Linked DNA regions of Siniperca chuatsi: region 1 is linked to region 2. Evidence: chromatin contacts called from public Hi-C data. All regions are on one chromosome and are shown on one strand. Each heading gives the region's core, a stretch centred on a gene start, on an enhancer-like site or on the middle of the called end of the contact. The rest is flanking DNA. Distances are from core to core; before and after follow the strand shown. Region 1 has its middle 6.7 kb from the start of ugt5d1. Region 2 holds the start of LOC122888538 (periostin-like).

Evidence for each region. Hi-C and Micro-C count contacts between places; a contact is called where the count stands out from the background.
Region 1: a contact with region 2 is called in a Hi-C map of an unstated tissue, with 6 times the contacts expected there. The contact joins the enhancer-like site here to the promoter of LOC122888538 in region 2. A contact is called at or near these places in 2 of 3 Hi-C or Micro-C datasets (liver and an unstated tissue).

What each region holds. Positions count from the first base shown.
Region 1 is chrLG14:14,980,900-14,985,389 of ASM2008510v1, forward strand. No RefSeq gene overlaps it. Among protein-coding and RNA genes, the nearest start is that of ugt5d1, 6.7 kb to the left of the region's middle. Within about 2 kb of position 2,207, the one cell type or tissue checked has an H3K27ac peak away from gene starts, as active enhancers do. A contact at or near this core is called in liver, where this site is marked.
Region 2 is chrLG14:14,936,518-14,940,731 of ASM2008510v1, forward strand. It overlaps LOC122888538 (periostin-like), which reads left to right and starts at 1,634. Exons shown (of 23, transcript XM_044223114.1): 1 at 1,634-1,916; 2 at 2,726-2,824. The coding sequence starts at 1,798.

The sequences.
Region 1 (4,490 bases), core at 957-3,456, 45 kb after region 2:
CTCTAATGTCGAGCAAGTTTTTCATCACAAAATTAACTTTCAGAAACTTTAACGATCGTCTTTCTTTCTTATATTTCCAGCATGTCTTGCCAGAGAACTTTCTCGTGATGCTTCATTTATTATTCATTATTTATTATTTAGTATCCCAAACAGATAACTTATCGAAATTGCATGAGATAGAACGACATCTTCATCTTCACCACTAATGTAACAAACAGATGTAGCCAAAGTCCATCTATTTACCTATACAAACGCAAATTGTTACCATCTTTTCAGCTTTCCTGTCCTGTTCAACTGAACAGTGACTGAAGATGGTAAAAACAACCTGTGGTGCAATCCACCATAAAGTTATTCACATAAACAACTATAAACAGTATGGCCTTTTGGACTGTTTATATAAAGACCCCACACAGTAATGGAGCCAGTTGCATCGTTTACAGTCTATAAAGTGTGGAAGTTACTGACACAAAGCAATATCTGTGTTGCTTTTTGCTCACTGACTGACTCTCTCAGACGTACAGAATATTTGACTGATGAGTCTAACATGTATTTCAGTTGCAGATATTCACAGAAAAGCACAAAAAAGAGAAAAACTGCCATGTACAGGCAGTATTAGCATTAACTATAAATGCATAACATCTACTCCATTCTCAACAAGGTCCAAAGTTCAGCAGCTTTTAACAACATTTACCTCTGCTTTACTTTCTGCACCGTGGAGTCAGTTCAATCATCTGGGAGAGATCAAAAACTCCTCAAGGTTTATGATTTCATTCTATTTCGCCATCTTCATCACTGGACAGGATTCAGCGCGGGCCCCTCACTGACCCCTGCACGTGTGCGCACAAATGCAAAGTCGCACGCACGTGTGAACACAGTGATTATTTTTCCATCCATAACACTCAATCTGTCTTCCATTCTGGACATGGAGAACGTCACTGTAGCACTGACAGCTCTCTGGAGAGGGCATTCGAATGCAACACATGCACGCATTCACACATTCAAATGCACATGCACACACATAGTACTGATGATGGTTATGATGACTGGGATGATTAATTAGTGATATCTAATGCATTCTTATTTCTGATATCTGATTCTTGTAATCAGACAGGTGCTTTATTTTTTTAAGAAGCAGGCTCTTCTAGCAGACTCAGGTTGTTAGCTTTGCACTGGGAAGTCCTGATCTCTTACTTAAATGAGAGTGTTAAGCAACAATGAATGAATAGTGTTCATATGAGTTACCACAGGATATAAGAAAATTATTTGTTTAAACCTCATGCACAAAATACTACCACATTACTTGATTTATATTAACAGTGCTTGGTAAACCTGTAGTGGTGGATTAACAGTTGTTAAAGAGTAGTCTGTTCACCCCTCATTCATTTGAAAAAAATGATGTTTCTGGGTGAGGTAGGAGTCAAACATTCACTTTTAGAAAACAACAAGCGTATTGTAAGGTGACAAAAACTTGAAAGCTCTCACAGGCCCATTCAAAGAAAGCAATCTGTGCAGGTTGTTATTTTGTACTATAATCTTCACAGACAACATTGAACTCTGTGGTCATCACTTACTGGCTAACAAAGAGCATACACAGGAAGAGGAAAGGGCATGTCCGCCGTGCGTCATTCCACATGGGAATAACTTTTGCTCTTACTGGTAAAATTCCACTTTGTTGAGACACTTTACTCACTTAACTGTATCCTTTTAGAAAATACTAAAGGCCAAATTTGAAACTATGCAGTGCTCCAGCTGTCAGACCTGATCATAAACTTTGTATTATGCATTTCACACAACAGTAAGCTGTGTGTATCGTTATATTTCTACTGATTGCTGTGCATTCAGCTGTGGGGATGGGGATCCTTGTGAAGTTGTCCTCATACGTCTAATATGCCAATATTCTATTCATGGGCTTTTAATGTGCTGCATAAACTCTCTGAATGTGTTTCTTATGTCATGACAGACTATGGACTGTTCAGAGTTCGACCCAGAGTATGTGAGCGGGCATGCGCTCTTATCAAAGAGGGATACCTGATATCCATTTACAGCCTGAAAAAAACACTAATTGTATTTTATTTACTGTATATAACATACACAGTGAGAGAGATTTGTAGCCCCATAAACAACCATTTAGGACATAAACCAAACAATATGTGAATCTGTACAACACATTAACTGAGCACAGGCTAAAAATCATGTATGTTGTGTATGAGTGTGTGTTTAGGCACCAAAGTTATAGTCAGAAGTGTTTTGCATGAAACAGGCCTGTGTTTAGGCACGAGGACTTCATGCAGAACACAGAATAGTTCTGTCACACCTACTTCAAAGATCTCTGTAACTTCCTACGGCTTAACGTTTACACTGGAGAATCTTTTGTAAATATGCATAAACAGTAAAAAGGTTAAGGTCACAGCGTGATGTAAGCAGTGGAGAAATCAATTCATGACGCCACTACCACACACACACCAAAACCGCTACCACTACCTCACACTAGGCAGCAGAAGCAGTAGTAGTAGTGTTTAAAAAAAGAAAATGAACAAATGATTTATTCAAACATGTCAATTTATGTAAGTAGTGACTAAGTGAAATGGATCAGTTGAAGTTGATAAAAAATACATTTAACCAAGACCACGATCTTTCCCTTATTTTAACCAAATAGTTTAAGTTGCTTTAATTACACTTTAACCATACTGTAGTTGCCATTGCATGGCTATTGAAGAAATAAGATATTAAAGTGCAAAAGGACTAGATATCAGAGTCATAGCTGTGCCATAGAGAGACAATGCATTCATTCAACAGAATGCTGGCATTGTATCATCACTGCTGTATCATCACTATATTATTTAGCAAGGACTTGGAGGAATTGATCCGCATTACAAGCAGCAATTTACTCCAGTTGTATTCTGTTGTTGCTCTTGTTGCAGCTGATCCAGACATTTAGACACTGCTAGCTCCATGAAACATCTACTGGACAGATTGGCACAAAATTTGGTACAAACATTCATTGTTCCCAGATTATGAATCCTAATGACTTTGGTGATCATCTGACCTGACACCACCATGAGGTTGACGTTTGTGGTTTTGAGTAAAATGTCTCAACAACTATTAGATGGATTGCCATGAAATTAGCTACACACATTCAAGCCCAGCTGAGGATAAATTGTAATCACTTTGACCAATATTTTGGTTTATGAGCAAATACCTGCAAAACTAATGACATTCACAGAGCCAGTCTAAGAAACATAAGCTACACTACCTATGCCCTGTACTCACCCACCTTAAAATCCCACTCAGGATCAGTTTAAGCTATAATTTTGTCCCTAGGCCCCAGACTCAGACTGTTCCTCCCATCCTCAGTGATGTCTGTGCTGCATCATAGCATGGACACCAGTTAACCACTTATTAACTTTCAAGCCCCAAGCTAGAGCCAAATATCTGTCTCCCACTCAAAAGGAGTCTCAACTCCTTCCTTAGAGCAACACTCCTGTAGACAGACCCAATGCATCACATGGACGCAGATATCAATGTATTCATTCTCAAATTATTTTCCAGACTGTCCACACAACCTCCCACAATACACATACACGCAAAACAGAAATCAGAAATTTTATTCTTCTTCTACATGTCTTTTTTTTCTGTCTTTGTGTCTTTCAGGTTGTGATATCAAGGCATCAATCGATGCTGGTCATCCTCTCAAATACACAGCAAATGGATTCTCCTCTACTTTTACACTGAGAATAAAATGGGAAAACGTCTACCTCGGCTTCATCTTTGGTTCCACAGTGAGTTTCAGTTATGATAAGATCTTTCTTTTAATGGAAAAGCTTGTAAAAATGATTACACACCTCCCTGCCTTCCTGTGTGTGTGTGTGCAAGCACTGGTGCATTCATTCATGCCAGTGTTTACCTCAACCACGCATGGTCCAATGTGTGACCATTATTTTGCTGTAGAGATATGCCAAGGAAAATCAAAGAAATGTCCTTTCCAAAATCATGTCTACTTCCATGCACTCATAGTCAATAAAATTCATGTTGCGTCTCATACAGCCGGCTCTAATTTCTTTTTTTTTTTGTCTTCTTTTTTGGCCCAGAGTTTGTTTTTAGAAGCCCACCACACAGTTCAGGAAACAGGATAAAAGCTGCTTACATAAGTGACCCACAACCAATAGAAATAGTAATTTTCCGCTGTGCCAATGCTTGTTCAAACACACATGCATATATGTATGTACACACATATTGTAATGTAATACTAAGAGCATCATGTATAATAATTATGAGATTTAAGGTTCAGCATATACCAACCCAATCTTACAGACAAAAAAGTGTGTTGAAACACTGTTTCCAGAGGATAGGTGCTGTTTTAGGGGCAATGAGTGAAACATTGGACTTTTTCCTTGACACAGACCAGACTGAGGAACTGCCACCTTATCTTATCTAGTAAGTTCAACCACTCTTACTCAACTTGAAACTATTTGCATCAACATTACTAATAA
Region 2 (4,214 bases), core at 384-2,883:
GAAGAGAGGCATTTCATTTGCTGTTAAATGCAATGAAAGTGATAATCAATCATGTACTGTAGGTGTTTGTGTGTCTGTTTCGGAGTCTGTGTGTGTGTGTGTGTGTGTGTGTGTGTGTGTGTGTGCGCACATGTATTGTGTTTGGGGGGATCTTAGAGGAGCCTCAAGCAGGGGAGGGAAATAAATAGCTGGTGAGGTTTATATTACTGTAAATTGCAGGCTGGGCTGAATATGCATTTCCTCAGTCTGTAAAGTTTTTTTTCTTAAATGCTAAGATAGCATCATAGACAGGAAGTTGTCTCCAAAGGGAGGAGGCCCTGTTGGAGACAGCTCAGCCTCCTTCTTGCTGCTGTCCTCCCTAGGATCAGGGAGGTCATGTGAGTTCATAAAGAGTGAATAAATCTGTGATGTACTGTAGCTTAATAAATGTGATTTCAGTTAAGCATTCAAAGAACAAAATCTGCTTTCTTTATTCTGCTGATTGCATACTATTTAATTATTATGTTTGAATGAGAAAACCTGCTATATGAATTTATTGTTTAAGAAACAAAACATTTACTGTATGTATACTGGCGTGCAAGATTTAGCTCTTAATTCAATGACATCAACATCATCAAGGGAGTGCTGACCTGCATGTCTCCAGTTTAGAAGCACACCTATTCGTGTTCACAAGTCAAGACTGTACATGATGATGCTGTTTCATGATGGATTTTCCCTTTGAAGCTGTATCAGATCTGGAGACAGAGACAGCTCTAGGGAAAAGTTGGGACTGGGAAACAGTTGAGCTGATGAACGATGAACATGACAGCAGGGAGGATGAATGGAGAAGAGGAGCTGGAGCACAAACAGAAGTTCAGGGGAGGAAAGGCTGGTGAAAATGATGAATCCACATCGTAAAAGTAATGAGGAGGAAAGTGGGATCCCAGGGGATGGATGATAAAAATACACTTAGGCTTCTGTCAAGCAAAGTGTAAACCTATCATCTACACAGATTCATCACCATGGATCTTTGAGTTTGATTTACAGCCTTATCAAGCCTATTTAAAAAATGCAGTCAATTTAATTCCCATATTTTGTTGCCAAATGTCCCAAGGACACATTTTAGAGGTGTGCTTACTGCCTGTGTGTGTGTGTGTGTGTGCGTGTGCTTAGGTGTGAGTGTGAAATAGAATGATGTTTAATTAGTCACTATAACTCTTTATTACTTTATGTGAATTTACTTATTTCTTTTTGCACATCTTTCAACTGTGATGTGAACTCCAAGAGTCTTCCCCTCTCAAAATACTCTATCAATCTTAAATGCATGGGTCAAAACTTCTGTGTTACATGGCAGTCTAACATACTTTTAAAGGACAATCCACATTAGGAAGACAAGCTGTCATTGTAGAGTGTAGAGCAATGTGAAGTTTGAGTTACAGGGTGTCCTCGGTGCTCTGGGATGTGATGGTGGTAAATGAGAAATTTATGAGAAATTCATGTGAAACAGTGTGAGGGAGGGGGAGACAATAAGCTCATGCTGAAATCAGAGCTAGAGGGAGGATTTAGACCGAAGAGAAGGGTGCATGCGGGTCAGAGCAGGATGTAATGGTATGGAAAAGACAGTGAGGGAGTAAAAAGAGAGTGGGTGGGTACGGGTGTGTGTTAGAGAGAGAGGGACTTGTTGGTATAAAAGCTCCCTCTCTCACTCGCACTCCCATATCTCCTGTGTAATTTTTGGAGGGTGCGCGTGTGTGTTTAAAAGACAAGAGGACTGTGTGTTTGTGCCCTTGCAGTATAGAGGACTGATAACTCCCCAGGATGCATCAGCTGCTACTGGTGACCTTAGTGCTGGTGGCACTCTGTTCTCTGGGGAGCGTGGATTCTTCAGCTTATGACAAGATAGTCACCCACAGTCGCATACGGGCCAGGAAGGAAGGGTAAGGAGATGGGACTGGGGGGGGGTAGAGAGGTGAGAGGCTGTGTGAGGGGAAAGAAAGGTGACACATGCAAAATATACCATTTATTGGATATTTTTGTTTGTTTTTAATTTTGCAGATAACTGGGGATTTTAACAATCCTGATAAACTTGTTTGCATTTGTCTGTAGATATGAGGACATACATTGCATGATTGGTAACAAGCTGACAGATATGTACCTATGTGCAAGTGTCCAAGTGTCAAGTATGTCAGATTTTATATTTATGCTATGTTTTAAGGTGGTTTTAAATCAGAGCGCTTAATTTAGGTTGAGAAACAGGTCAGCTGCATTGATGAAAATATTGATTCGAGCCACAATGGAAAATTCAATAGTGTCTCTCACATTCATCCACTCTTCAATTGTAAATACTGTGCTCAATTTGGGGTTTGAAATTGAAATGTTCCAATTAAGTTAAAGGAAGTTCATTGCTTTCTTAAATTAACTTCTATTAAGAAATTGTGATTAGACAAAATAAGGGTTTAAAGTATAAGCTTCAAATGATTGGTTGTTCAAACTAAGCGAAAGTATACATTGTGTGCACTGTAATGTATAAATCATGTTTTTCTCTACCTGCATGCACCCCTCCCTGTGTCATACATTCCCTTAACAACCCTTACCTCTTCTCTTCTCATCCTTCCTTCTTCACCTTACCTTTCTGTCTCCCCCTCCCCTCCTCCACCCTCACGTGCTCCCACATCCTGCCTCACCTGCCCATCCTCCCACCCTTGCTTCTCCCTTTCTTTGTCACCCCCACCCCCTCCTCTTACAGACCCAATGTGTGCGCTCTACAGCAGGTCCTGGGGACTAAAAAGAAGTACTTCAGCACATGTAGGAACTGGTACAAAGGCTCTATCTGTGGCAAGAAGGCGTAAGTCTTTACCAAAAGATTGAATGAATCGAATAACTACATGTTTTTATTCTATTTAATCTTTTTTAAATTTGCACAGAACTTAAAGTGCACACCACTCCCAGCTTCCAAACATCGTGCACACAAACAACAGTAGTTCAGAATGCACAAAACTCCTCAGCTGTTTCCTGCCCCCCTCTTTATTATGTTTCAAAAAAGCAGAGGTCAGCCCTGTCTAACCCTAGTTTTCTGGACCCTCGGGCTCTTTCTGTCTTGAATTACCTGAACATGTAGCTGTCTCACTTTTTTCTCTGAACCTTCACAAAAAAACATGTAGCTGTCTCACTTTCTTCTCTGAACCTTCACAAAAAAAGAAGCAGGGTTCATGATCACGATGATGATTGAATATTTAAATTTCAGAAATTTTGTCTTTTTAAGGATTTTGAGAGATTTGAGAGAAGACTGCATATCTGACTGAAAAATTAATTCTATATGCTTTTAGTCTTTGTGTGCATTTGGGTGAAACGGTGGATATATTGCAGCTCTAGTTTCACCAGATTTGGGTTCTTGGCATGGGTAGTGGGTACTTGATTTATGCTGTATGTTTGTGCATGCAAGTGTGTGTGTGTGTGTGTGTGTGTCTCATACTGAGTTTTGAAAAGTTATTATTTTGAGGCAAATTATCCCCCTTGTGAGCTGTAAAGAACTACAGCTAAGATCATTTTAATACTGCTGGTTTGGAGTGGGAGTGATAGCTGTTGCAGAATTTAGTGATACACTATAAAAATGAGTTTCTGCCTGTTGAAAAATGCCATATTTGAAGATATTAATAATCTAAAATGTTTGGTTACCAGAAAGAGTAGAGTGCATGAGTGGTTTTAGATTTTTGGGCTTCTGCAGGACATATAATATCAGCGGGCATGTTGTTGATGGATTTAAGTCAGTGTAATATTTCTTGTGACATGATGTGTAGAATGAGCAGAGATTAGAGTAAAAATATAGCCGCTGATGTGTTGATGGAGTGTAAGGCTCAGCTGGAGCTGTTCTGCCTTTTACAGTAGGTGACTAAAGCACGCACACTCTTTCTCTCACTCTCTATCACACAAACACATGCACATACAAGAACACACACACACACACACACACACACCTTCTCTTAGTCATGCAATCAGCTGTAACACATGCTGCTGTGTTAAAATAAGCCTGAAGATGAGAGAGAGAATGGATTAAAGATTGATTGAGTCCAGAAGTGAGTAATTTTCTCCCAACACAATACACCGCTACTGAGATAACATGACACCATGGGCACCACCCAGCAATTACTAAAAAAAAGACAAGATAATATAACATGAGGGTACATAGCAGGAAGATAAGAGGGTTTCTAAGGAACAAATCCCATTCATCTTATCAC